Regions from separate parts of the Zea mays genome. Here region 2 is linked to region 1. Evidence: chromatin contacts called from public Hi-C data. All regions are on one chromosome and are shown on one strand. The core of a region is the stretch at or near the end of the contact, and the rest is flanking DNA. Distances in the headings are between cores, read along the strand shown. Region 1 holds the start of LOC541779 (plasma membrane intrinsic protein 1). Region 2 holds the start of LOC100282866 (cellular retinaldehyde-binding/triple function, C-terminal).

The links. Hi-C and Micro-C count contacts between places; a contact is called where the count stands out from the background.
Region 2: a Hi-C map of leaf shows a contact between it and region 1, with 6 times the contacts expected there. The contact joins the promoter of LOC100282866 here to the promoter of LOC541779 in region 1. A contact is called at or near these places in 2 of 25 Hi-C or Micro-C datasets (ear and leaf).

The regions. Positions count from the first base shown.
Region 1 is chr5:197,666,938-197,670,707 of Zm-B73-REFERENCE-NAM-5.0, reverse strand. It overlaps LOC541779 (plasma membrane intrinsic protein 1), which reads right to left and starts at 1,670. Exons shown (of 4, transcript NM_001111464.1): 1 at 1,274-1,670; 2 at 1-72. The coding sequence starts at 1,610.
Region 2 is chr5:198,104,488-198,108,466 of Zm-B73-REFERENCE-NAM-5.0, reverse strand. It overlaps LOC100282866 (cellular retinaldehyde-binding/triple function, C-terminal), which reads left to right and starts at 1,982. Exons shown (of 3, transcript NM_001155772.2): 1 at 1,982-2,199; 2 at 2,300-2,573; 3 at 2,669-3,046. The coding sequence starts at 2,067. The coding sequence ends at 2,891.

The DNA.
Region 1 (3,770 bases), core at 421-2,920:
AGAGGGCCCTAGTCAGGGACAGCTTCCTGGCTAAGAACAGCCCGAAAGTCACAGCTGGGTTGATGTGTCCTCCTGTTGCAGTAGCAGGTAACAACCATTAGTGGTGTCTTTGGTTGTTGTAGTTGTGTTCTTGGTCTATGCTTGCTGAATTGCATGGATTCTTTCACAGTTCGATGCTTTGAAATTAAGCATGTATCTGGAGTCAATTACACAAACCATGACCAGGAAAGTACTATGCAAATTAACCATATGTCGGACCACTACTGTTTTTGAGATGGAATGACCACTGTAGGTTAACTGATATAGTTTTCTATGTACACACCTCACAAGTTAAAATGGTGCCTTTTGTACTTTAATCTTTAATTTTTTACACACAACTGTGGCCCGAAGTGCTGACATGAACTACTAGCATGTTTGGTTTGAGGAATGAGCTAGTCCATCATATTCTCACTCCTCACTTTTTTTGTTTGGTTTGTGGAATAGAATGAGTTGATCTATCATCACCTCATTCCTTATAGTTAGTTAGTTAGTACTAATATGAGGAATGGGGTCATCCCACCAAATTTGAGGAATGGATCCATGATGCACCACCATATTTTGGATGGAATGATTCCTCAAACCAAACACCCCCTACATCTGGCAGTTGATGATGCCTTTGCATAATTACACGCAGCACATGCTATAGTAGTACAGTATGTTACATGGTTTTTTTTTATTGCGGGTCAAATCTCCCTAGGTGCAAATAAGGTACAAACTGGTAACAGACAGAAGGGCCGGAAGTGGCTTAAGATCTGTTTTCTTTTTAACAAAATAATGAATTAACAGGGGCTTGCTAATCCCCATGCTCACGGCATGTATAACTGTGAGAAAGCTCTACTGTTTCAAAAGAAAAAAAAAAGGAATTTAAGATTCTCAGTTACTGATATCGGCTAAATATAAAATTATCTCTTTTTTTTGTCGTCTTCTTTAGTAGTGTTACTGACTGTAATCAGTGTATCCAAAGTAGGAAGTGGAGCAAATTCAATACGTCAGAGCGTATAGCAAAGTGGATACCCTGCCTATACATGTTGCTTTTTTTATTTACCCCAGCTCTTTTGCTTGAATATCTCGGAAAAATTGCACAGTAACTAGTCGGTACCATGAAGGGTTGTTACTGAGCTAAGCAAGTTGACGGACCAAAAGTGTAACGAATAATTGCAGTAAATTTAAAAAGTTCGTCCCATGGAATCTGGAAATAGAAGAAGCCACGGCAGCAAGAAGGGAGAGAGCTGACCGGAGATGCCGGCGGTGCAGTAGACGAGCGCGAAGATCATTCCTCCGAAGGACCAGGCGATGCCCTGGATGCCGACGGTGGCGCACTTGGAGGTGGACTTGGAGACGCCCATGACGGTGAGGATGGTGATGTAGAGGAAGAGGAAGGTGGCGACGAACTCGGCGATGCCCGCGCGGTAGAAGGACCAGGACTTGAGCTCCCCGGGCTCGAACAGCGGCGCCGGCGGGGGCTCCTTGTAGTCCTTGTCGTCAGCGGCGCCCTGCGCCGCCGTCCCGATGGGCTGGCGCTCCGAGAACTTGTTGGCGCCCAGGCGCACGTCCTCCTCTTTCCCCTCCATTGTTTTGCTCCCCGCCTCTCTCTCTCTCCTGCCTCGCGCGCTTGTGCGGTTGGGCTCGGCGGTGGTTTCTTGGAGCAGCGGCGTGTGTCACTGAGGCGCTCTGCCCCGGTGATTTATAAAGGCAGGCAGAGGGAGCTTGGGAGCAGGTCAGGTCAGGGTAGTGGTGAGGAGAGTGAGCAAGGAAGACACGGACGCTGTCCCTTCTGGAACGGAAGAGAAGGTGGTGGCGAGTTGTCGACACGGGAGTTGGGGACGGGGCCCACAGGCGAGATTCCGTTTTCTCCTGCGTTATGTCCAGACTTATCCAAATTGTTTTTTTTTTGTTTGTAGCGAGAAGCATTGAAACGAGGAAATACGAAATGGATGTTTTGTCAAAGAGAATGAAGGAAAAAAATATATGCGTGGTTGCAATTGCAATATTCTTTCACGGGGCGTTTAGATCCATTTATTTTAGAGAAATTATAATTTACTTAATAAAATAATTTATTTAGCTTGAAATTTAATATTTCACTAATTTCCAAAGTTTAAATATAAGACTTTTTCAAGTTCATGGGGTGAAGAATAAAAAATGCTTTTATGAATCGGTAGAATGTATTTCTACTTTGCAATATATAGGACGTTTTTCGGGTCACTACTTTATAGTAAAAATGTAACACATAAATATTTTTAACATCTTATCAATAATAATATATAAATATATTTTACATAAAACTATATTAGCTTAGTTGATATGTGCCTAAGTTACTATTATTAGAATAGAATTGGATTCCAAGGATGCAAACGGGTCCTCAGGGTAATTGTGACTATACTCTTCTCGACATTACAATTATGATTTAATCGTTTTTCAACTTTGGAATTTTACCTCTGTTTTAAAAGGGAAGCTATCGTCTGCCCCTCCCTTGTAACATGGTTTATGAAAATCAACTTTAGCGATTAAAAAACGAGGGATAAAATCACAATTGTAAGGTAGGAGAAGTGTATAATCACCCTAAAAATAATGTTAGATTTTTTGGGTTAATTATGATTATACTCTTCTTTCACTTTGGAATTGTGATTTTATCCATCATTTTTTATTTTCTAATCACTAATTCTGATTTTCATCAACGATATTAAGGGGAGGGCAAATGGAGGCTTCATTTTCAAAACAAGGTAAAATCGTAAAGTTGAAAAGCGAGAGATAAAATCATAATTGTAAGGCCACATAAGGGTATAATCATAATTGCCTCTTCTTTTTGCGCCCATTGTTGTCAATATATGACCAGTAGATTGTGCATATAACCGTACAAAAATATTTTACACTATTTTGAAATGGAATATAAAGATAAATAATCTGTTGAAGATAGTTTTAAGCTGCTTGCCTTTTGTTATCATGACTAAAATCCCACCATATATGCACCATCCATAGCAAAATTCTATGTACCCACAAGATAAGTGCATGTAGCCTCATCGATCTCCGGCAAAGAATTTACTGCTCCTTGTTGTTGTTGTGATCCTGTCATTATTGCTTTTAGCATGTGCTGATAGCGCATGATTTCATTCCTTGCGTTGGATGATCGATGGAACATGAACCTAACCTCTTTGCTTTGTCACTCGGCAACGGTATGGTTGTCTAGAAGCATCGCCGGTGCGAAAACTGCAGTGCAATTCAGGCCATATCCTGAATTCCTGGGTATATATATCCGCTGGTACTTTTAAAAAGAATTCAGGCCAGTGTTTCAGAAATATCATTATCTTCAGTGGAGCCGTGAATTCCCCGTGCGCATCTTTATAGATATGTGAACAGTATAGCATATAATATAAAATAGTGTTTTATATGGTCATAGGTTCTATATACAATGTGTCCGCCATAGCATTAAGACAATACGCTGCATGATCGATGTTTCTCCTTTCGCTCCTGAAAATAAAAAATAAGTCTTGATGCACCAAACCCCTAGATCCATCTAGGGCTTATTCAGTTACGTCGATCAAAAAAAAGATTGAAAGAGATTAAATCCCTAATTAACTAGCTAGAAAGAGATTTAATCTTTTTATGGATTGACTTAACAGAACAAGCTTTAGTCGGTGACACCAGTGAAAGAAAGGCAAGCAGCCAAGGAGTCAAGGACCCACCCACGAATATCGTGCTGCAACCTGTACTGCATACTATCTGAAAATCTACTG
Region 2 (3,979 bases), core at 733-3,232, 440 kb before region 1:
TTCATCTTTCACCCTTGGGAAGAAACATAAGATTGACCCAAGTGCGAAGAATCACTTAGAAGTATGTAACATGGATCATGGAAGCTTGGAAAGGCTGGTGGATCCATAAGCATGGTCGGTTGATGCCTCTATGGTGGTCCCACTACCTCATTTCTTTCCATTTTACCATGTCCTATAGAAAAATACCCTAAACCTTAAACCTCAATTCCATCCATAAATCCAATTAACTAATCATCTTCCTTGGGTCTGATCTCGCTATCTCAATTACTATTGGTGCTCTACACGTATTGCAATATCAATTCATACATCGCCTCTACCACCTGCCCTAGTGCTGAGGTGCATCCATCGGCCCGGGTGGGAGAGGCAACAGGACCCATGCGAATGCCGATGTGGATGAGCGGGTCATGCAAATGGATCTCTTTGGTGATTTCCATCTCTATGTAGGTTGTTTGAGCCTTAGTACTAGAGTGTGGAGTCTGCTTGTCTTCGCACTCGTGTGATGCTTGAAACATGTTTGTTTTGCTTGAACACTAGACTATTTGTTTGAGTTGTAGTTGGTCGATGTTTACAACTTTCAGTTGCTAACTAATGGAGGGTGAATCTTGCATTAGCGCAACCCTTGAGTTTTCTTCCCCTCACGACAGTTAGAAGGTTAATGCCTCACAACTCCTCCAGAAGGAAATTTTTAGCGAGTCAACCCGCTCCTGTCATGCTATTATAGGTGTACATTCGGGCCGCCCGGCCCGGCCCGGCCCAAGCCCGAAAAGGCCCGTAATGTTTGAATTTCGGGCCGACCCGGCCCGTTTGAATTTCGGGCCGTGCCGGGCCGGCCCATGGGCCTAGCCCTCGGCCCACGGTCCGACCCGTAATTGCTTAAACGTGCCGGGCTCATTTCGGGCGGCCCGAAATTATAAAAGCCCGAAATTCACATTACGGCCCGAAATTCAATTTTAGGCCCGAAATTCAATTTTTGGCCCAAAATTCACATTAGAGCCCAAAATTCAAAAAAAAATAAAAAAAATAAAAGATAAGACAAATAAATTTGAACAAAATCAAACTTAGTATTTGTATTAAAGTTACCACAACTATGCAATGACTACCTCGTTTATAAATCATTTTGTTAGAAGAAAAAAGAGTATAATCAGCTCTATACAAAGTTCGTAAGTTCAGTTTATTGTCTAATGTTCATAACAAAAGCAAAAATTACATCACACACTCTAATTCAAAGCTAAAAAAACATCTAACTAGCATTATCTCTAGCTTTATGTTATTTATCAAGCACATGAAAGTGTGGTTTTAATAAATATATGGGCCTTTTCGTGCCTCTATATGGGCCATTTCGTGCCTGCCTTAAACGGGCCGTGCTCGTGCCCGCCCATGAGCCGTGACCTCGGTCTAAACCCGGCCCGACACTAAATTATTTCGGGCCGTGCCGTGCCTGGATCGTGCTTTTTTTTCGTGCTTTGGGCCGGCCCACCAGACCCGGCCCAAATGTACACCTATATGCTATGTTATGCTTTAGCTTAGATTCGACACACGGTTGGACACGGCACGGCGTGTCATGGTGTCTCAATTCGACTAAAATCGGCCTGGTCCATGATGAGCCCGTGCCGTCAGCCCGTCACGGCCCATTGGCCAAGTATATCGTTCACTCCTTGCTCCAGCGCAAGCGATGAGACCACGCAGCGCAGCTCATCCCGTCGGCTCGGATCGCGTGCAAGCTGCCGGCCTGCCGCCCACAGAAACAAGTATAGGCACGTCGACCCGATTGTCTGCAGTTTGCACACGCAAGAACGCCCGCCCAAACAGAATTATCCCCAGCATATTCCGCGGGATATCGCATCCACCGCCTGCGCCCATCCCCGCGCGATGGCCCAGTGGCCAGGCCCCGCCGCGCCTGCCAACCCTACTCCCGTCAGCCCACGCCGAGCCGCTCGGACCGGATCGGCCGTATTTAAACGCACCCCCGTGTGACCTCCTCAAAACACGCGAATCGTACCGGTACGAACACTGAGCACGCACGCACGCACGCAAACTCAAAGGAGTGTGACCACGGAACTGAAGCCATGGCGGTTACAGTTGAGAAGGGCTCTATGGGCGAGCCGGCGCTGCTGCTGGAGCGCAGCCGGGCGATCACCCTGCACGGCCGTGACCGGAAGGGCCGTGCCGTCGTCAGGATCGTCGGCAACTACTTTCCAGGTAGTACACCTTACCAGCGATTCAGAATTTGCCCAGATCGCAGGCGGGCTTCGCCGTGCCGTGGTGGAACTGACGGACGTTGCCTCCGCCTCGTTTGCAGCGCGCGCGCTGGGCGGCCGGGCGGAGGAGGCGCTGCGGTCGTACCTGCGGGAGCGCATCCTCCCGGAGATCGGGGACCGCGAGTTCGTGGTCGTGTACATGCACTCCCGCGTGGATCGCGGCCACAACTTCCCCGGCGTCGGTGCGATCCGCGGCGCGTACGAGACGCTGCCGGCCGCGGCCAAGGAGAGGCTGCGCGCCGTCTACTTCGTGCACCCGGCCCTCCAGTCCAGGATCTTCTTCGCCACCTTCGGGCGCTTCCTCTTCAGCTCAGGGTACGGTAGCGAATCCCTGATCCGCTCGGCTGCTGTTTGCATTCGGCATGCCCGCGGAGCAGAATTTTTACGGGGTGCGGGATCTACTCTTGCAGGTTGTATGAGAAGCTGCGATACATGAGCCGGCTTGAGTACGTTTGGGCCCACATAGACAAGGAGCAGCTGGAGGTCCCCGACTGCGTGCGCGAGCACGACGACGAGCTGGAGCGCCGCCCGCTGATGGACTACGGCATCGAGGCGACGGAGACCCGCTGCATGTATGACGCCGCGTCCATGGACACCTCGGCGTCCCTGCACTCGCTCCGCTGCGTCTCCTAGTCGCCTGGACAGTGGCATCCCGATTCCCGCCGGTACGGCGTGCTTTCTGTGTTCTGGTTGGTAGGAGGTAGCTGCATGGCTTCATAGCGCTTCGGTACTGTAGTTTAGCTGTGTATTTATAATGGATAAAATTTGGAGTACCGAGATGGCTTCTGCAAGTGTGCAAGAGTAGCATGGAAAAGCTGATCAAAGAACGCGAACATAGGTAGCAGAACAAGTGAACACCAATAGAATCGCTAATCCACCAAACAGGAACCATAGTGTGATCACTGATCGGTCTTTGCCTCCTATCGAAGACGTTACTTGACATCAAAGAGGTTACTTGGAACAAAGGTGACACAAAAATATATAGAGAAGATACTTGGTTGGCAGGCTAAGCCCTATTTTTTTCATTTCGGGCTCGTTTGGTGAGAGAACTGGAGGGGTCCATGGGAGAGGAACCCCTCGATTGTCCTGTTCACCAAACTAGCATGATTATATAATCCATCTTATAATAGATATAAGCATCTAATGATCTACTTATAGATTATTATAATCTAAATTATATAACCCACCTAATAATCTGTGCTGTTTATTTGCATGGATTATATAATCTCAAAGGTAAACAAACATAGCCTAAGCTATCATATCACATCCCTGTAAACACATATCTCCTATTCAGAGTTCACAATTTCGTTTGGAAGATTCGAATTTCGTTTTTTTACCAAAATTTGACTTCTGTATTTTGTATTTTGAATCAAAATCTAGTTAAAACCTGACCGAAAGTAGAGAAATCGAGGAAAAATGGTGAAATCCATTGTTTTCCAAACGGGAAGGTAAACCTGCTCCTATTACGTCCTCTATTTCAAACTTCAGTGTAATATTAATCCCCTATTTTACACAGTCTATTGTGAACAGCCTAAGCGCAACTACGAGGATCTTGAGGATCTTTATCAAGGCAGACCATGAACTAATAAAACATGTAAAAACATTTGGCGGATGTCAGATAACCTCCTGACTTAAGCCCAGAAGGGGGAAAACTTAAACAAGATCGACTCCGGAAATCTTGCCAAAACAATCCACCACCATGAAGCAAGGATTATAGAGCT